7 separate regions of the Mus musculus genome follow, and regions 1, 2, 3, 4, 5 and 7 are each linked to region 6. A link is a contact called in public HiChIP or PLAC-seq and promoter capture Hi-C data. All regions are on one chromosome and are shown on one strand. The core of a region is the stretch at or near the end of the contact, and the rest is flanking DNA. Distances in the headings are between cores, read along the strand shown.

The links. Promoter capture Hi-C pulls out the DNA fragments that hold promoters and counts their contacts. HiChIP or PLAC-seq counts read pairs in DNA pulled down with a chosen protein or histone mark.
Region 1: a FOXA1 HiChIP or PLAC-seq map of pancreatic cancer cells shows a contact between it and region 6. The contact joins the promoter of Naprt here to the promoter of Cyhr1 in region 6. A contact is called at or near these places in 2 of 39 promoter capture datasets (erythroid cells and liver), 3 of 115 datasets of contacts at active chromatin or transcription factors (bone marrow-derived macrophages, microglia and pancreatic cancer cells) and 2 of 9 other capture datasets (liver and macrophages).
Region 2: an HNF4G HiChIP or PLAC-seq map of pancreatic cancer cells shows a contact between it and region 6. The contact joins the promoter of Mafa here to the promoter of Cyhr1 in region 6.
Region 3: a promoter capture Hi-C map of pre-B cells shows a contact between it and region 6, with 3 times the contacts expected there. The contact joins the promoter of Zc3h3 here to the promoter of Cyhr1 in region 6. A contact is called at or near these places in 1 of 39 promoter capture datasets (pre-B cells) and 1 of 484 Hi-C or Micro-C datasets (B cells).
Region 4: an H3K4me3 HiChIP or PLAC-seq map of bone marrow-derived macrophages shows a contact between it and region 6, with 3 times the contacts expected there. The contact joins the promoter of Scrib here to the promoter of Cyhr1 in region 6. A contact is called at or near these places in 1 of 484 Hi-C or Micro-C datasets (neutrophils), 2 of 115 datasets of contacts at active chromatin or transcription factors (bone marrow-derived macrophages and pancreatic cancer cells) and 1 of 9 other capture datasets (liver).
Region 5: a contact with region 6 is called in an H3K4me3 HiChIP or PLAC-seq map of bone marrow-derived macrophages, with 2.3 times the contacts expected there. The contact joins the promoter of Zfp623 here to the promoter of Cyhr1 in region 6. A contact is called at or near these places in 2 of 115 datasets of contacts at active chromatin or transcription factors (bone marrow-derived macrophages and embryonic stem cells).
Region 7: a contact with region 6 is called in an HNF4G HiChIP or PLAC-seq map of pancreatic cancer cells. The contact joins the promoter of Iqank1 here to the promoter of Cyhr1 in region 6. A contact is called at or near these places in 2 of 115 datasets of contacts at active chromatin or transcription factors (bone marrow-derived macrophages and pancreatic cancer cells).

The regions. Positions count from the first base shown.
Region 1 is chr15:75,893,099-75,895,798 of GRCm38.p6, reverse strand. It overlaps Naprt (nicotinate phosphoribosyltransferase), which reads left to right and starts at 1,318. Exons shown (of 13, transcript NM_172607.3): 1 at 1,318-1,782; 2 at 1,952-2,079; 3 at 2,164-2,246; 4 at 2,363-2,493; 5 at 2,579-2,694. The coding sequence starts at 1,557. It overlaps Eef1d (eukaryotic translation elongation factor 1 delta (guanine nucleotide exchange protein)), which reads left to right. Exons shown (of 10, transcript NM_029663.2): 9 at 1-67; 10 at 208-1,003. The coding sequence ends at 246.
Region 2 is chr15:75,746,896-75,749,598 of GRCm38.p6, reverse strand. Mafa (v-maf musculoaponeurotic fibrosarcoma oncogene family, protein A (avian)) reads left to right here and starts at 1,278. Exons shown (of 1, transcript NM_194350.2): 1 at 1,278-2,703. The coding sequence starts at 1,677.
Region 3 is chr15:75,840,458-75,843,198 of GRCm38.p6, reverse strand. It overlaps Zc3h3 (zinc finger CCCH type containing 3), which reads left to right and starts at 1,291. Exons shown (of 12, transcript NM_172121.1): 1 at 1,291-1,349; 2 at 2,635-2,741. The coding sequence starts at 1,304.
Region 4 is chr15:76,068,416-76,071,115 of GRCm38.p6, reverse strand. Scrib (scribbled planar cell polarity) reads left to right here and starts at 1,332. Exons shown (of 36, transcript NM_001310543.1): 1 at 1,332-1,887. The coding sequence starts at 1,729. Puf60 (poly-U binding splicing factor 60) reads left to right here. Exons shown (of 12, transcript NM_028364.2): 11 at 132-367; 12 at 489-934. The coding sequence ends at 788.
Region 5 is chr15:75,939,580-75,942,279 of GRCm38.p6, reverse strand. Zfp623 (zinc finger protein 623) reads right to left here and starts at 1,328. Exons shown (of 2, transcript NM_030199.3): 1 at 1,121-1,328.
Region 6 is chr15:76,655,562-76,658,261 of GRCm38.p6, reverse strand. Cyhr1 (cysteine and histidine rich 1) reads left to right here and starts at 1,368. Exons shown (of 4, transcript NM_001357882.1): 1 at 1,368-1,902. The coding sequence starts at 1,546.
Region 7 is chr15:76,008,510-76,011,209 of GRCm38.p6, reverse strand. Iqank1 (IQ motif and ankyrin repeat containing 1) reads right to left here and starts at 1,341. Exons shown (of 14, transcript NM_001370920.1): 1 at 1,265-1,341. It overlaps Fam83h (family with sequence similarity 83, member H), which reads left to right and starts at 1,712. Exons shown (of 5, transcript NM_001168253.1): 1 at 1,712-1,836.

The sequences.
Region 1 (2,700 bases), core at 69-2,568, 760 kb after region 6:
TGTGGTGGAGGATGACAAAGTGGGCACCGACTTGCTCGAGGAGGAGATCACCAAATTTGAGGAGCATGTAAGTGGGCATGGGCACAGGGGTAGGGGAGACCGGATGGGCCCGGGACACTGGCTCCTGCCACCCCACATCCACTGTGGAACATGAACTTGCCCTAGGCGGCAGCCTGCAGCAGCAGCGCCCTTTGTCTCCATCCACAGGTGCAGAGTGTCGACATCGCAGCTTTCAACAAGATCTGAATGTCCGAGAGAGTGTGGTTTCATGTGTGTGAGGACCTGCTGAGATTAAAGACTGAGACTCTGCACTCCGCCTCTTGTGTTACTTGGTGTACAGCGCTCTGTGGGCTCTGGCTCATACTTGTCCCAGAAACAATCTATTAGGTCCACATTTGTCCACCGTGTCTCTCCTGTCCCTGCTGTTGTCACCGTGTACACCTAGACCCAGTCTAACACTCCTCTTCACACTCCTTACCTCTGGAGGGATACATCCTCTTTATATATTCTGGGATGGTTAGAATATGGACAGCCAGCTGTACTGTATGGAATTTTGTCTGCCCGCTCCCCTAAAACCCCTTGTCAGTGCTTGGGTATTGGTGGTATTGGGACGATAGTGCTCGTGAAATCCTGCGAACATCTAAGTTGAGAAAGTGTACCAAGTGTGGCTGATTCCTGTCAGTGTTGTTCATCATGGCCCCTAGTCACCAGGAAACAATGTAGCCCTCCCCCTCAAAAGTTTTAGACTTTTCCTGTGGGACCTGAACAAAAAACTGTCACCTGGGCAAGGATGACTTCGCAGTTAAGAACACTATTCTGGAAGATGGGGCTCATTCCCAGCAACCACATGGAAACTTACAAACCAGCTGTAACTCCAGTTCCTGGATACCTGATACCCTCTTCTGGCCTCTGGGCATGCATATCTGCCTGCAGTACAAAAACACCTACACTTTTTTTTTTTTTTTGAGAATAAATTTTGCTGTATATCCTTGTCAGTTTAGAGAACCACCTGCCTCTGCCTTCCTAATGCTGGGGTTGACATTACTACCATAAACTGTCCTAGGGCATTGACTCACTGCAATCCTGGCTGCTGGCTTGAACAAACCTCCCCTATGCTGGTGCTTGGGTTCCCACACACCTGAAAGGCAGCACTGACCTCTAGGGGGCTCTCAGCTTCCCATGACGCTGCTTGCAGCTGTAATGAAGCCCTGATTGCTCCTCCCTGGTCAGGGGCAAGAGGCCAGGGTAAAGTACAACCTTCGCAAGCGCTCCCGCCCTTTTAAGTTGTTTTGCCTTTGGTGCCAGTAGTTGAGTTCCAAAACGTAAGAACCATTCTGAGGGGCAAGCGGCTAGTTGGAGTCCAGGAGACTGGGATGGGGGTGTGCCAGTCGCCTATCTTGCTGGTTTGAGTCCCTGCAACTACTAGCAGATTAGGCGGCTCGCTCCGCCCACTTCTGCCGGGAAAGGCCCTCCTTTCGTGTGAGTTGGTTCTCTGGACCAGTGCCGTAGGGGGTGGAGTAGGGCGCCATTAGTCGGGAGCCTGTGTACCCCGCGGAATGGAGATGGAGCTGGACAGCGAGGGGCGCATGGTGGTGCGGCCGCTGCTCACCGACCTCTATCAGGCTACCATGGCGCTGGGCTACTGGCGTGCGGGCCGGGCGTGCGAGGCAGCAGAGTTCGAGCTCTTCTTCCGCCACTGCCCTTTCGGAGGCTCCTTCGCCCTTTCCGCTGGCTTGCAGGACTGTATGCGCTTTCTTCGCGCCTTCCGTCTGCGGGATGCAGGTAGTTCCGCGACCAGCACCCGTACCGTACTCCTCTGACTGGAAGAAAATCCCCGCTCCCTCACGAACGAATCTCCTGTACCCTCTCAATGTGCCCCTGACCTCTGAGGGGACTTTTACTTGCCTGGCAGAGTCCTTTCCCAGGCTACATGTGTTCTCTGTCGCTCCAGATGTGCAGTTCCTGGCTTCGGTACTACCCCCAGACACTGACCCTGCGTTCTTCGAGCACCTTCGAGCCCTTGATTGCTCTGGGGTGACCGTGCGGGCTCTGCCAGAGGGTTCCCTCGCCTTCCCTGGTGTGAGTGCCTTGTGAGCTGGGTGTGTTAGGAAGAGTGGGGTGGCCCAGGAGGTTCCACTGTGGAGCTGATCACTCGCCCCACAGGTGCCGCTTCTGCAGGTGTCCGGGCCTCTTCTTCTGGTACAGCTGCTAGAGACTCCACTGCTGTGTCTGGTCAGCTACGCTAGGTGAGCGGAGTCCCTGAGAGGTACAGGCAATAGAAGCGCTGGGGTTATCTAAGCCCTCCCACTGGGGTGGCTTTGTGACCCTCACTTGGGTTCTCATGACTTGTTACTCTCCACAGCCTCGTAGCCACCAATGCTGCTCGGCTACGCTTGATTGCAGGGCCGGATAAGAAACTACTAGAGATGGGTTTGCGGCGAGCTCAGGGTCCCGACGGGGGTTTCACGGCCTCAATTTACAGCTACCTGGGTGGTGAGGCCTGGGAGAGGCATAGGTTGGGGAAGGGGAGGTTCCATCATATTCTGAGTCCCCTAAGCCTACCTGCCTTCTCACCCAGGCTTTGACAGCAGCAGCAACACACTTGCTGGACAACTGAGAGGTGTACCGGTGGCAGGGACCCTGGCCCACTCCTTTGTCACTTCATTTTCGGGTAGTGAGGTACCCCCCGACCCGGTTAGT
Region 2 (2,703 bases), core at 29-2,528, 910 kb after region 6:
TTTATATTTAAGAATCGATTGATTGATTGATTGATTGATTGACTGATTGATTGATTTTTAGTTTTTCGAGGCAAGATTTCTCTGTGCAGACTTGGCTGTCCTGGGACTTGCTCTGTAGACCAGGCTGGCCTTGAACTCCCAGAAATCTTCCTGTCTTGGGAGAGCTGGGGCTAAAGGCCTGCACCACCATTGCCCGTCTATTATTTTTAATAGTCAACGGCATATAAGATTATAGATAACAGAGAGGAGAAAACCGCACTCTGGGTCACATCCAGCTGTTGTTCGTGAATGCACGCCCTTTCTATCTTCGGTTGGGATCTGGAATTCTGGAGGAGGGAGGGGAGGGGAGGGTGTCACAGAACTCACATCTTGTCACCCACCCTCCCTGTTGTCCTTGTGGCTTTCTTTTGCTCGGAAGCGGCCTCCTACTAGGTGTGTAGAGACATTCAGCAAGTGTGACGGTGGCAATCTGCTTGCCACTTGTCACTCCAACTTGCCCCCACCCAGCAAGGCTCCTCCAAACCGCCCTGGTGGGCAGCTGGGTCTGAGATTCCTTGTGGGCATTTCTGCAGGCGTCCAGACCCATCAGCCCCATGAATTCAATTCAGAGAAATGGGTTCTCTACGCAGGGAGTACCCGAGACCTGCTCCTCTAGCCCCGTGGTGGCCACAGGCGTCTGTCCCACTCCACCTACCACAACGCTCAGAGGCCTGCGGTTCCACCGTGCATCCCGCCGCCCGAGGTGCCAGCAACTTTGTTGACTGAATTCCTGAACCCATCCCAACCACAGGATAAAAATAGCTGGCGCTCCCGGGCAGCTCGGGAGTCACCGGTGTCAGGATAGTTAGAGGTCCCCATTCTGGAGACTCCAGGCCACTTGGGCCTGGTGCGGGACACAGCCAGCTAGACCACCTAATGGATCTGAGACACCGAAGGAGTACCCTGGACGAGGGCCTCCTCAGCTTCCCTGCACTCTCTGGCTTTACGATCCTGGAACCTCAGAATCTGCCACTTGGTCTCGCGCCCTCTGCTGTGCAGTCCCATGCGGCGGCCACCAGGGGGCCCTGCCCACTCCTCTTGCCGACGGCCCTTCCCCACCCCTTCCCACAGCTGTTTCCCGCAGGAGATTGACAGCTGGGCTCCGGGTTGCCATGGGGATAGGCAAATGAGGGCGGCAGGTCTGGGGCTCCGATTGGCCCGGGGGCGTCGGCCCCCACCTGGGGAGGCGGGCCCAGAAGCGCGTCTCTATAAAGGCTTGTGCGGCTCTGCGCCGGGCCGAGGGAGGCGGGGCCGGCCGGCAGCGCGGGTGGGGCGCGGGGCGGGGCCGGGCGGGAGAGCCCGGAGCGCGGCTGAGCCCGGGGCGCGGCCTCTGCACCCTCCAGGCCAGGACCGCGGAGGAACAGAAGGAGGAGGAGGGCAGGATTGGGGGCCCTGCGCCCGCTCGTAGCGGGCCGGGGGGCCACCCGAGAGGCCTGGCCGGCGGCGTCCCCTGAGCACAGCCCAGAGTTGACAGCAGGAAACTTTTGCTGCTGCGCCCTTCGGCGGCGCGACCAGAGCCTGAGCCCACCGCGGCCCGGGGGGGAGCTAGGGGGAGAGAGGCCCGCGGCTCCCCCCACGCTCCCCCGCCGCCCGTCGGGGCGCGGCCGGGCGCGGCGGCGGGGCTGGGGCCCCGGGCGATGGCCGCGGAGCTGGCGATGGGCGCAGAGCTGCCCAGCAGCCCACTGGCCATCGAGTACGTCAACGACTTCGACCTGATGAAGTTCGAGGTGAAGAAGGAGCCGCCCGAGGCCGAGCGCTTCTGCCACCGCCTGCCGCCCGGCTCGCTGTCCTCGACGCCCCTCAGCACGCCCTGCTCCTCGGTGCCCTCTTCGCCCAGCTTCTGCGCACCCAGCCCGGGCACAGGCGGCGGCGCGGGCGGCGGGGGCAGCGCGGCTCAGGCCGGGGGCGCCCCGGGGCCGCCGAGTGGAGGCCCCGGCACTGTCGGGGGCGCCTCAGGAAAAGCGGTGCTGGAGGATCTGTACTGGATGAGCGGGTACCAGCACCACCTGAACCCCGAGGCGCTCAACCTGACGCCGGAGGACGCGGTGGAGGCGCTCATCGGCAGCGGCCACCACGGCGCGCACCACGGCGCGCATCACCCGGCGGCTGCTGCGGCCTATGAGGCCTTCCGGGGTCAGAGCTTCGCGGGCGGCGGCGGCGCGGACGACATGGGTGCCGGCCACCACCACGGCGCACACCACACTGCCCACCATCATCACTCTGCCCACCATCACCATCACCACCATCACCACCACGGAGGCTCTGGCCACCACGGCGGAGGCGCGGGTCACGGCGGAGGCGGCGCAGGCCACCACGTGCGCTTGGAGGAGCGCTTCTCCGACGACCAGCTGGTATCCATGTCCGTGCGGGAGCTGAACCGGCAGCTCCGCGGCTTCAGCAAGGAGGAGGTCATCCGACTGAAACAGAAGCGGCGCACGCTCAAGAACCGCGGCTACGCGCAGTCGTGCCGCTTCAAGCGGGTGCAGCAGCGGCACATTCTGGAGAGCGAGAAGTGCCAGCTCCAGAGCCAGGTGGAGCAGCTGAAGCTGGAGGTGGGGCGTCTGGCCAAGGAGCGGGACCTGTACAAGGAGAAATACGAGAAGTTGGCGGGCCGGGGCGGCCCCGGGGGCGCGGGCGGGGCCGGCTTCCCTCGGGAGCCCTCGC
Region 3 (2,741 bases), core at 42-2,541, 810 kb after region 6:
TGTCCCATCACTGCCCGGCCTGCCCGGCTATCTACCCTCACTTCTTCTTTTTTTTTTTTTAAAGATTTATTTATTTATTATATGTAAGTAAGTACACTGTAGCTGTCTTCAGACACTACAGAAGAGGGAGTCAGATCTTGTTACAGATGGTTGTGAGCCACCATGTGGTTGCTGGGATTTGAACTCCGGACCTTCGGAAGAGCAGTCGGGTGCTCTTACCCACTGAGCCATCTCACCAGCCCCTACCCTCACTTCTTAATGCTTGTCTTACAGGTATTCACTATCAAACCCAGCTTCTAGAACTTCTTTTTCAGGCGTAACAGTAGACTATGCAGATGTAGCTCACTGGTAGAGGCTTGGCCGGACTTGAGGCCTTAGGGCTCCAAAGATACTGCACATTCCTACATAGTGGCACACTCTTAATTGCAGCACTTGGGTGGCAGAGGCAGGCAGATTTCTGAGAGTTCCAGGCCAGCCTGGTCTACATAGGGAATTCCAGGACAGACAGAGGTACATAGCGAGATTCTGTCTCTAACAAAACAAATCACTGGATAATATCCCATTTCCATGTAAACAGTCATTCGGGTTAGCTATTATAAATAATGACATACAAATATGTTAGAATCGGTGTTTTCTACGCGTTGGTTATACACCTAGACGTGGGACTGTCTGATCACGTGGTAACTACCGTGAGTTTTTTTTTTTTTTCAGTATTTTCTAGAGGTTGCAGCCTTTCCTACTAAATGCCCTCAAGAATTTTCTTAACACCTGTAATCATCCGAAAAAAAAAATTGCCTCCGATTCCTTTTCGCTGTTCTCGTGCTGCTGCGGCAGCAAAGGCGTTAAAATGGCATCCCTTTGATTCCAGGTCCGGAGGCAGAGGAAAGAGAACTTCCGTAAGTTCGAGGCCAGCCTAGTCTACATAGCGAGTTCCCCAGTTATGTTTCTCTCCAGCCAGAAATACATCCTGTCTCAAACAAATAAATTGATAAAAGGAATTCCTGGGTCTAGGGGAAACTGTTAGCAACCTATCTCCTCCAAGTCTTCCGAGGAACCCCCAGCGGTGGAAATGATGCGCAGGAATTGGTGCAGAAGCCAGATTGCGGGCCACTTCCGGGCGCTTCAAGATGACGGATTTTTCTCGTTCTGCGCATGCGTCCTTCCAGGGTTGCCGGGGCGACGGTGCCTTCCAACCCCGTGTCCACGCATAGTGAAGTTCGGCGTTCTCTCCTCCCCGCCTGCGGGGACCAGTCGCGCGGCGATGACGTCGAGGGGGTCTGGCTAGGCGTCGCGGACTCCGGAGATGGAGGAAAAGGAGCAGCTGCGGCGGCAGATACGCCTCCTGCAGGGTGAGCTGGCTGCGGTCGGGCCGTGTGTTCCCTTGTTTCTTGTGATCGCCGTAGACCCTCTCCGAAGCGAGTGCTGTCGGTTGCGGTCTCCCGATGGTCGTCATGGGTGGGCATCGGAGCGGCCGAGTCGGGTTCGGCCCTCGCGTGACAGACCCGCCAGGCTTCGGGGCGAGGGAGCGGGCCGGGCCTCCAAGGGGCTGTCAGGAGATGATAGCACGGTGGTCTTACCAGCGAGTGGTCGCGGCAGCCGACTTCCAGGTTCGGCTGGCTCGGAAGCGTTTCTCTTCCGCTGCCGTTGAGTGCCTTTGGCTCGATTCAGGCACAGCCCCCACGTACTCAGGGCTGACTACCCAGGCACCAGCTTCAGCTTCAAATGTTTAGACTCAAGTTGGTCTTTATAAGCGTTCATATCGTTTTCAAAGTTTCCCCCACAAAAGCATGTCCTAAGGAGAGTCCAAGTGGCCTTCCTATTTGAGACTACTTCGTGCGTTTCCCTAACACCCGACCGGAGGTGTCTGGCAGGATTCGAGGGTCGAGGCAGGCCCTGTGTGTGTGTGTGTTTGGTTATTGGGGATCCAGCGAGCCTGCTGGCGTTCCTTCACTCTTCTTCCAGGGCTCCATGAGTCACTTCATTGGAAAATCCTTGTGGTGGTGGTATCAGGTGTTTTTCTGTAGGAGATGATGTTAGTTAGCTGTTGGGTCATCATTGTGTTTTTGTTTTTTTGTTTTTTATTTCTGTCTGTCACGTACTGGGTTAGAGAAGCGTCAGTTCTGAGAAGACAGTTATGCACTATGGTGCAGTCCTGCAATTTTCCCCGTGAGTGGGTAAACTACAGGGCCTCAGTGGAAGACTTGTCCAGTTCTTACCCAGGCACCACAGGTTTCTGGTCCCTGACTGTTTTTTTTTGTTTTTTTGTTTTTTTTTTTGGTTTTTTTTGTTTTTTGTTTTTTGTTTTTTTTGTTTTTTTTTTTTTGGTATAGGGAGTGACACTTGCTCTCAGAACATTGTAGATCTCATAGGCCAGGGGGTAGAAGCAGTCATACCACAAAAGCTGCCATCTTCAGGATAAGCAAGCCAAATACTAATAGTGATGGAGAAGTGCTCACAGAATTGACAAGCCTAGAGATTTGGACTGAACTTTACATGGTTTCCAGTCACTTAGGACTGCTCTCAAGTCAGCAAGGCGAGCAGGTCTGGAGTATTAGGGTAGGGGTAGTAGTCTTGATTGGTGCTGTTTTTATTCACATCTCCTAGGTAACTGAGCGTGTGATTCTGCCTTCTCAGGTCTAATTGATGACTATAAAACACTCCACGGCAATGGCCCTGCCCTGGGCAACTCATCAGCTACTCGGTGGCAGCCACCCATGTTCCCGGGTGGCAGGACCTTTGGC
Region 4 (2,700 bases), core at 83-2,582, 590 kb after region 6:
TCCCAACCCATACTTACTTCGGTGTAATCCCTTGAATCCAGGACAGGCTGGCTATCGCCAACCATCTCTTTACTCTTTCCCAAACAGGAGAGTGTATGTGTGGCTATTAAACTCGGTTGGTTTTGCTGCAGGTGTGACACCAGCCCGCCCTCCTATTCCGGTCACCATCCCCTCTGTGGGAGTAGTGAACCCCATTCTCGCCAGCCCGCCAACGTTGGGTCTGTTGGAGCCCAAGAAGGAGAAGGAAGAGGAGGAGCTGTTTCCTGAGTCAGAACGGCCAGAGATGTTGAGTGAGCAGGAGCACATGAGCATCTCGGGCAGCAGTGCTCGCCACATGGTCATGCAAAAGCTACTCAGAAAACAGGAGGTAAGTAGGTGGGCTCGTGCCAGGCCCGCTCTCGGCGGTATGAATGTGAAGTAGTGGGTGATAGGTCGCAGCATTCAGGTGTCTTTCCCACAGTCACAGCAGTCAATTGTCTTTCCTACAGTCTACAGTGATGGTTCTCCGAAACATGGTGGACCCCAAGGACATCGATGACGACCTGGAGGGAGAGGTGACAGAGGAGTGTGGCAAATTTGGTGCTGTGAACCGGGTCATTATCTATCAAGAAAAACAGGGCGAAGAGGAAGATGCAGAAATCATCGTCAAGATTTTTGTGGAATTCTCCATGGCCTCAGAGACTCACAAGGCCATCCAGGCCCTCAATGGGCGCTGGTTTGGTGGTCGCAAGGTGGTGGCTGAAGTGTATGACCAGGAGCGTTTTGATAACAGCGACCTCTCCGCGTGACTTTGGCCTCATTTCCTGGACTTGCACTTGCCCCTTCCTTCCTTTGGGTTTTGTAAAGTGTTAACCGTGGTGTGTCCCTGGGACCAGGCACTCTGCCCAACCCACCCTGTAGTGTACATAAAGATGCAGATACCACTGGCCCTGAAGTCCCTGTGTCTGAAATTGGTCCTGTGACCCAAGCTGGTTGTGTGTGGAATGTCTTATCAGGGTTCCAAGGCACCAGGGACAAGGAGGGCGTTCAGCCTGCTGTGCAGGGGTGAACAGGAGGGACCGGGGTGGACAGGCCTTGCTTTATCTTCCTTTGTGGGGAGTGCTGGCTTGCAGCCTTGCTCACGTGGATAGCTCTGAGAGCTGTCTGGCCCTGAGATCTGTAGGATCCAGGACCAAGAGAGCATTTTGTGGGCGGGCGGGCATCTGAGTTGTTACACCTGCTAGTATGGGTTACGCCAGAGCGAGGCCGGAAATCCCGACATGCCCCGCGCGAGACCGCTACGGGTCGTCGGAGACGCCACGCCGCGTGGCCCTTTGGGAGCTGTAGTTTTGAGCAGAGAGGGCGGGCCTAGGCTTCCCGGCGGGCTGCGCGGCTGGGCGGTTGTCGCGGGCAGCGGCGGCGGTTCCGGCTGCGGTGCTGCGGGCGGATGAGCTGCTAGGTGAGCAGGCCGGGCGGGATGCGGAGCCGCCGCCGCGCCCCCAGCGCCTAAGAAAGCGCTGCCGGGTCAGGCCGTGCTGCCAGCTGTGTGCCGCCGTCGGAGCCTACAGCTCGTATTGAACGCGGGCCGAGCCGAGCGCCGACCCCGGCCACAGTCCGGGACCCGGCTGCCCGCCCCACCCCCGCGCGCGCCGCTCCGCCCGCGCTCGGCGCTCATGCGGGCCGAGCCCCGCCCCCCGGCCCGAGCCCGCCGAGCGCCTCCCGAGCCCGCGCTCACTGCCCGCCCGCATCATGCTGAAGTGCATCCCGCTCTGGCGTTGTAACCGGCACGTGGAGTCGGTGGATAAGCGGCACTGCTCGCTGCAGGTTGTGCCAGAGGAGATTTACCGCTACAGTCGTAGCCTCGAGGAGCTGCTCCTCGACGCCAACCAGCTGCGCGAGCTACCTAAGGTGAGCGGCCGCCGCACCTGCTGCCCCGCGCTCAGTTCTCGGGGTGGTGTATGACTTCTGGGGCAGCCGGCTGGAGCGAGATCTCAGCAGGCGCTGCCCGAGCTGGGCACCGCAACCTCCAGCCGGCCCTGCAGGTTCCTACTGGTCAGAGCCCCGCCCCAGCCAGCCCCACCCTCCTCCAGCCGCCGGTGTTGGCACCTGGTGGCAACCTGTCTGGGGACTAAGTAGATACTGAACCTAAAAGGGGAGCCAACAGAGAAGCCCATGAGAGCACAGGAGGAGGATGGGTCCAGGGTGCGAGACCGACCCGGGTTAGCAACTGTTAAAGCTAGTTGGGCTACTTTAAGGGTAGGAAGTTGGTTTTCTTGCACTGTGTTCTGCCTTCGTTTTGGGAGGAGAGGTTTGCAGTGCTGAGTGGGACTCTCCTAAGATACTTGCAGTGTCAGATCTATTCTGTCATCGCTCAGCGGAGAGCCCACCTTTCACTGTCTGTGTTCCTTCCTGTCGGGTTTGTTTGGGGTTTTTTTTGTTGTTGTTGTTCTGAGGCCACACTAGAAGGAAGGCCAAAGGAGGCAGGTTATGTAGGACTTACTTTTCTGAGATAGGGGACTCAGTGGTCTGATATTCTTGCCGGCTGGTGGCGTTGCGGGTGTTCTTCATAGACCTTTATGGTATCCGTGTGTGAATCTTGGACATTTTGCACTTGTGTTTCTCTCTGGTGCCTGTTGTTGTTATTGCTTTTTTTTTTTTGTTCTGTTTCTTGAGACAGGGTTTCCCCTTCGTAACCCTGGTTATCCTGGAATTCATTCTGGC
Region 5 (2,700 bases), core at 79-2,578, 720 kb after region 6:
GATCAGACCATAAGTCTTGTAGGGGAGTGGGGGTACTTTCCCAGGTCTACCCTCTCTCTATATCATCCTCCAACGCATTCCAGAACCAGAAATCCACCCCCAAGGCTCCAGGAGTGTCCATAGCTGCATGTGTTGGCTTGTGAGGTTTCTCTATACCTCCCATATGAAAAAAGAATGCCATCATTATGCCAAGTATTAAAACAGATACAATGCCACATCCGTGACAGGAACAAAGGTCTGCTCTCTGCCTTAAAACTTGATGTGTATATGTTTGTTTGTGTGTGTGTGTGTGTGTGTGTGTGTGTGTGTGTGCGCGCGCGCGCGCGAGGGGCATGGGGAGTCTGATTTCTTCGTGATCAGAAGACATTTGTTTCTTTCATTGTAATGGGTCTCAAAGGAACGATGTCTAGAAGAGCACAGGGCGATTGTGAATATCAGCTCTCCACCTGGAAAACTACTTGAGTTTAGAACTGTTCTTCTGCTAATATCCCGGGAAACCTCTAGCATAGCACTCAAGCCCTGGGGACTCCTGGACCACGGTGGGGCCGGGTGCAAAGAGGACTAAATGTCCCTGGCATTATCACAGAGATGTCATAGACGTTGACTCAGACACTTCATGGAATAGAACAGCTTGTATGACACCTCACCCCACCTAAGAATCCTCCTTCATGACATACGGAGCTGATTCTGTCCAACACACATATTATCTTCAACCCCTGAAGCACTGGGGTGCCTGCACTGCATCCCCTCGGACAGAGGCCGAAAGGACTGAGGGAAGGCAGAAGGCAGGAGGGCAAGGTCCAAGCCGAAGAGCAGCGTGGCGCGCACCTGCATTCCATCACCTGAGCGGCTTAGCCTTCAAGCAGCCATCCGGGGGCCCGACCTGCAGGCGCCGAGGCCGAGTGTGCAACCCTCGAGGGCCTCGATGTCTGCGGACGATCGGTCCATGCATCTACCGCCCGCAGCTCGGCGAGGAGACGCAAGGCTCCGGCCCGAACCAAGCGAGGAGCTACGGACAGAGGCCAAAGCGAAGTGCAGCCGGCCCGGGACACCAACCAACTCGCTGAGCCCCGCCGGTCACGAGCCCGCCCACCCGCGCGAGCCGCTCCGCCTCACTCACCCGGAGCTCGGCGGCGAGAGGACGGCGCGGAACCAAGCCGAGCAGCATCCAGGCGGGTAACCCCGGGCGGCCACAAAGCCCGCACCGCTGCCGCACGCCCCGGCCGGAAACTGCCCGAGGCTCCGCCCGGAGGACATCCGTAGGCACTCTAGGATAAGAATGGGGGCCGGGGCCGTCTCCCTGTCACAGACTTCCGGGCCAGATTCCTGCGGTCAGCCGGAGGACCCAGTGCGCAGACGCGGTGGCTGAGAGCCCTGTTTGCGCACGTGGGTGTGGGATTAGCGGCGAAGCTAGGCAGTAGATGTCGTCAGACTTCCCTGGAAGAGCTGGGAAAGGCAGGCTCTTTAGAGAGCTTTTAGTAAAGATTTCTTGTTGGTTGTTAGTGATGGTTCTGTATGTAGCTTTTGGTTTTAGCTTTGAGCGTTTAGAACATCTTTATCATTATCTTATGTGTGTATGCCTATGGTGGAAAGACAACTTTGAGCCGCTGTGCCTATGACACAACATCTTTGTAATAAACCACTGGAGACTCAGAGTAGTGAAATCGAGGCAGTTTATTTTACAACTTTGCAAAGTCAGGTGTGAGCCTAGAATGCCAAGCTCACTCACTGATGGAGGCAGAACTTTATTTTATTGTGTGTTTTAGTGTTTTGCATGTGTGTATGTCTGTTCACCATATGTGTGCTTGGTGCTCCTGGAGGCCAGAAGAGGGCATTATATTCTCCTGGAAATGGGATTATAGACACAGTTCTTAGCTGCCATGTGGGTGCTGGAAATCAAACCAGGATCCTTTGGAAGAGCACCAACCAACTGCTTGATCTTAACCCCAAGGAATCTCTTCAGCCTCGTGGAAGGTACAACCTTAAGAGTCATCTAGGTCTTAACAAAAAAAAAAAAAAAATTGTGTGGGTTTATCTCTATATTTTATATCCTGTTTTTAAAAAATCTGCCACTGAAACTGCACAGTGCCAAGCCTCAGCTGCCCTCCATGAACTGTTCATGTCTTCAAAACCAGTAAGTACCACCTGGGTGACTCTTATGCTACCAAGTTCAGCTGCCAGCATGAGGGACAACCTTGGCTGCTTCTGGAACACAGCTTCTGTGTAGCTCTTAGGAAATACTTAGAAAGTTTTTACCTCAATGATGCTAGTTTCTTCTTAATCACTACTAATTCTTCAGCTGTAGCTGACCAGCATCGAGTATCACAGCAAAGCAAAGGTTTCACTTTAGTAGTCCTGGTATCTTGTTCATTACAGCTGATTCTTCAGCCTCAGCTAACCTGAATCCCAGAATCTTTTTTTTTCCATTTTTTATTAGGTATTTAGCTCATTTACATTTCCAATGCTATACCAAAAGTCCCCATACCCCCCCCCACTCCCCTACCCACCCACTCCCCCTTTTTGGCCCTGGCATTCCCCTGTACTGGGGCATATAAAGTTTGCAAGTCCAATGGGCCTCTCTTTGCAGTGATGGCCGACTAGGCCATCTTTTGATACATATGCAGCTAGAGACAAGAGCTCCGGGGTACTGCTTAGTTCATATTGTTGTTCCACCTATAGGGTTGCAGTTCCCTTTAGTTC
Region 6 (2,700 bases), core at 119-2,618:
ATGCATGTGTGGAAGTTTACCTAAACCAGAATGCTAACAACAGGTCTTCAGGACACTTGGGGCCTGGGAGGAACATGGTTGTGAGTCAGAGACCTGATTTCCAATAAACGTAAGGAATATACAGGAGTATGGAATTTGTTTATTCTTGAGCTAGCTTCCTAAGGCCTGTAAGGTGATTTCCCTGAGTAAAGGAGTGGGGGATGGGCTGTAAGTAGCAGAAGGTATTATTCACTTTGGCATCCTGGTAGACTTGCCAAGAGAACCCCCAGAGTGCCAGGCATGGTGGTGCAGGTCTTTAATTCCAGTTGGGAGGCAGAGACAAGCAGATCTCTGTGAGTTGTGGGTGGCCAGGCTGGCCTACATAGTGAGTTCCAGAATGGCCAGTGCAACATATAGTGAGACCCTGTATCAAAAAAAGAAAGAAAGAAAAGAAAAAGAAGAAAGAAAAACATTTTTAAAAAAGAAAAGAGAAAAAAAAAAACCAACTTCCCGTGAGAAGAGAGTTTTGGGCCTTGGTTTCCTGGGACACAGTAAATTTGCATATATCCTTGGTGGACCTGGCAGGTGGCCCTCTGGGGCAATGACCTTCACAAACTGATGGCTGTTTTCATAAAGGGCAGAAGAGTGCTATACCCTCAGCGATTCCCAGAAATTGCACATCTCTCTGGACTGACTTGATTACTACCTGTTTGACACCCTCTTGTCTGTGCAAGACATACCTTATAACTTAAAACCCCCTCTTTCTTCTATTCCAACTCTTTCTTTCTTCTACTCCAACTCTTTCTTTCTCCAACTCTGAGGTTGGGACGAAAGAGGTGGGTTAGGGAGTGAACCCAATAATCCTTCGCTGTTCCTGTACTTGCATCTTGTTGACCTTTATACCGTCGCGCAAGAGTGGTGGTAGGTGCGTTTTTCAAGATCCTGCTCTAATACTCCGGTCAGCTAGGCCAGAGCCTTGCACACACAAGCCCGAATTTCTGTACACATTGGCACAGGCATCCCCCCCCACCCCCCGCGCGCGAGCGCGACATGGGAGGCTTAGGGGCGCTTTGCACTCTCGAGGAGTCTGAAGTCTGGGGGCCTCTCCAGACCCCGAAGCTGATGGTACCTCTCCAAGGGCGGACTCCCCAAATCCCCCCACCCCCCGCCCTTCTCCGGATCCCCTCCTGGACCCCACCCCCTTCTGTTCACCTTCGAGGGTGGGTGGGCTCTCTGGCGTCCTCGCTCGTCCATTGGAGGTGGCCGCCGCGTCGTCTTGGCCCTCGCGGCGCTTCCATTGGCTTGCGCGAGGCCCACGTGATCAGGAGGGCGAGGGGGCGGTGGCGTGGGGGGGGGGTCCGCAGCGAAAACAAAGATGGCGGCCGCGCCGGGGTTGGTGGCCGGGGCGGCTGCGGGCCGACGGGCGGGCCAGGCCCACTGAGGCAGCTGCACGGTGGGCAGGCTGCGGGGTCGCCGCGGCAGTGAGAAGCCGGCAAGGGCGCGCGGCGACCCTAACTTCCAGCCGGCGAGCGCGCCGGCACCCGCCCGCCGGGCCGGCCGGCCGTGATGTCCGGCGCCGAGGAGGCCGGCGGGGGTGGCCCGGCTGCAGGGCCCGCGGGTGCCGTGCCGGCCGGGGTCGGGGTAGGGGCCGGGCCTGGGGCTGCCGCGGGGCCGGCTGCGGCGGCTCTGGGCGAGGCGGCGGGGCCCGGGATCCCGGACGAGGCGGCCCTGGCCGGCGCTCGGCAGCTGCAAGAGGCGGCCGGCGACCCCGACGCGCCGCCCAAGAAGCGGCTGCGGGCGGCCGAGGCAGCCGAGGCGGCGGCGGCGGCAGTGGCAGCGGGCAGTGGAAAGCTGGAGGAGCGTCTCTACTCGGTGCTGTGCTGCACCGTGTGCCTGGACCTGCCCAAGGCTTCCGTGTACCAGGTAGGGCCGCCGGCCCGGCCCGGCGCCGCGTTGCCTGGAGGCCTGTGGCCGGTGGCCGGGAATCCTTCCTATCCAAACATCCACCTTCCAGGTCTACGAAACCCCGCTCCTGTCTCTCGAGGCTCCTTATCCTTTCTTGCTCTGAATCTCATTTTCTGTGTTCGATGGTACCCTTTACTCCCCAGTCTGAATTTCCATTCTCCTCCGTAGATCTCTTCACCTTCTGGTTCCTCCAGGGTGCCTCCTTGATAGATTCCACATTCTTTTCAGCTGACCATGTAGAGATCTGTGAACAGGTACCCACCCTTTTCTACTGCTCATCAATACTGTCCCTCACTTCTAGACCCCTGGGTGAAGAAACTTCTTTCCTGGAGACAGGGCTCCAATTCTGGCAGCCACACCCCCAAAAGTGTCCTTCCATATCTGAACAACTAAGTAAATCTTCTTTTGTGCCCTGGGGAGTCAGTCCTGTGTCCTTCTGAAGACCTGGAAGAAAGGAGGGCCTCTCATCCCTTCTCAGTTCTGATCTGGAGGAAGCAATCCGCAACAAACTTTACTGTCAGGGTACTTTCTCCTGCCCCAGCCTAGCCAGTATTTCTATTCGGGGCCACCTCACCCATACCAAGCTGGCTTCCAAGGTTGCCAGTATCCAGGAACTTTGTCCTGCCTTCCCACTTGAAGACCCAGCATGCCAGTCAGTCTCAGAGTCCTGGTCTGTGTGGGTCTAACATGTCCTCTTCCAGGTAAAAGAGAGCAGACCTCTGGTTCAGTGGGAAATGTCTGTCCACCTTCCCCTGG
Region 7 (2,700 bases), core at 92-2,591, 650 kb after region 6:
CCAGCTTCTTGGTCCACCTGCCCGCCCCTGGTGGTCTAAGGATGTGCCCAGTAGCTCGAGGAAGGATACCTAGCAAGAGGATGTGTCCCTTTATGCTGGTACCCCCGTCCTCTACAATTCTGGATCTGCCTGTCCTTCTGTGTTCTAACACCATCCTCTAAATCGCTGGGCTAGAAGCTCAACAGCCTGAGCTCTGCGGACTTGCTTTCAACTACTGCCAACGTGGGTCTGCTGAACACAGCCCCTCCCCACCCGCAAACCCTCTTCCTTCTTGGCCTTGGGAATCTCTGCTGTCTGGTTCTGGAAGCAATGCCCTTCTCCCTAGTATACAAGGCAGGCCCCCCATTCACTCCTCTTGGAAGAACTTTCCGCTCCTGTTTTAGTAGGGTCTTCCAGTGCCCTAGAACCCCTCACAGGGCCAATGAATAGGAAAGCGGGTAGTGCAATCGCTGACTCCATACACTTATGTACCCACTAGGCTGGGGCCGCAGGGCTCCAGAGTGCATTTGGGGATGGAGTTAATGAAATGTTATCCTAAAAGTAGGACCAGAAAGTGACTGAAAGTAAGCTGTCTTACGGACAATGTTCAGGCAGGTGGCAGACACTGAGAATCTAGGACAGGAGAAGTGGTAGGTAGGAAGCTGGCTTGGACATGTGACTGAGTTCAGGGCACGGCATGCGTAGAGGAGTGGGTTGGAGGGAGGGCTGGGTAGATTAGGGCTCTAGGAGGAACTAAGTCCTTAGGTGTACGGGTGATGTGTTGGGGTCGATACAACCATGAGGTTCCCTGTCTGTAGAGGATCCAGTACTTGCAGCATCTTGGGTGCAGCCTCTTTTAATGTGCATGTATTAAGACGGGACCTTTGTGTCTTCAGTTGGTTTGCACAGGAAAGGATCAGTGGGTGCCAGGACCGACACTGTTGGAGCAGTTTAGAGAGTGATCCTCATGTGAGATGGGGACTTGGGGGGTACGATTGGTTTGCGGGATTCTGTGTGGCAGAGGGGCTTCTGCTGGCGGATCACTCCAGATTCCCTTGTGCCTGAGGGGTCCCATGGGTACGGGTGAGTGCGCAGGAACCTTTATGGTTGGGCAAATGAGTGGGGAGGTCCGTGGAGTTCCTATGCTGTCGGTCTCATGCGCGAAGATGAGCCTGCGGGGAGTGGACTGGGGAAACTAGAGGTGTGTCTGCGAACGGTAGGGCGGTCACTTGAGTGAGATGGGTACCCAAACACCCCCCCCCCCCCCCCCCGTCTGAGACCTCACCTGCCTCACCTGCCTCTCGCAACACAGAGGCCAGAAGCTCCGCCCCTCGCGTCGAGCTGGCCAGTTTCCTAGCGACTAAGCCGGAACTTCCGAGTTACCCCAACTTCCGGGGCGAGGGTCAGGGGTCGGCAGTAGGGGCTTTGAGCGATCGGTTTTCAAATAGGTTCAAGGGGCTTCAGTGTCCGGAAAGACGAGGCTCTAGAAATCCGGAGCGGCGCTGGCCAGGGTCCGGAGCGCAGCTCTGGGGCTCCACCAGAGCGCTCAGGGGTCGGGGTTGGGGTGTGGGCTGGGGGCGCCAGTGAAGCCACACTGGGAACCCGGGATCGCGGCCGGGGTCCGGGGCGCGGAGGGCGCAGGAATGCGGGCGCGTCGGGGTGGGGCCGCCCCGCCCAGGTGCTGCCCGGACAGGCAGGAGGCAGAGCGCGGGCGGGGCGGGGGCGGGCGCGTGAATCAGGCCGAACGGGCGGGCGGGCCGCGGCGGGGAGTGGCTGTCGGACGGACGGGACCGCGAGGCCGCTGGGCGGCGGTGGGCTCCTGCTGCCCCTGTGCCGAAACCCCGCTCACCTGGCCAGGTAGGGCTCCCGCCCCGGAGCGGGCCGGGCACAGCACGGCGGGGCGAGGCACACGGGACGGGAGGCTCGGGCCTCCGCGCGGTGCCACCTGGGTCTGGTCTCTGGACCTGGGCCGGGCGGTGCAGTGAGCGCGTGCTTTGGGACTGGGTGGGAGACAGGGAGACTGCGCTCCGGGGCACTGGGTGAGGGATTTTCCAGGGTCACGCTGGCAAGTAGGAGACTGAACAGTGCGATTCGCTCTGGCGGCCTAGGTATTGTCAGGACATGACCTGTACCTTTCCCGGAGCCTCTCCCCGAGCCGCCATGAACCGGGGTGTCTAGGGCTGGGTCCTTGTGTGGAAGGCAGGGAAAACTGGACTCTCCTAACTCCTGATCTCATATCCCTGGACTGGATCGGCAGATAAGATACCTGGCCTGGGTAGCCGCTAACTTCCTGGGGTACAGTAACACCTTTGGGCCTTGCAGTGCCTAACCTGAAAGCTGTATAATTCATCGACTTCCGGTCTTCCTAGGTTCTTCTTGTCCCCCACAACCCCAATCCTTCTTGATCACAATCATCCTGTCATCCTCTTTGTGTAGTAGCCTAAGGTCCTCAACCATGGATCCCCCTTCCAGACCCAGGAACACTACTACCTCCTGCCAGACAGGAGAGGAAAGGGTCATTTTCTTGCCCTACTTGTGGTGAAGGGCCTGGGGCTAGCTTCAGGTAGGAGGTCAGGAACAAAAAATTCCTGCTGAGTCACTGGTTTGGGTGGGATAGGCTCCTTCCTTAAGCAGGGCCCCACTTGGATAGGCAGATGTCAGTGAGCAGGCTGTTGGATTCATCGCTGATAGGAGTGGTCACCGCCCCGTCTATCGTCAAGG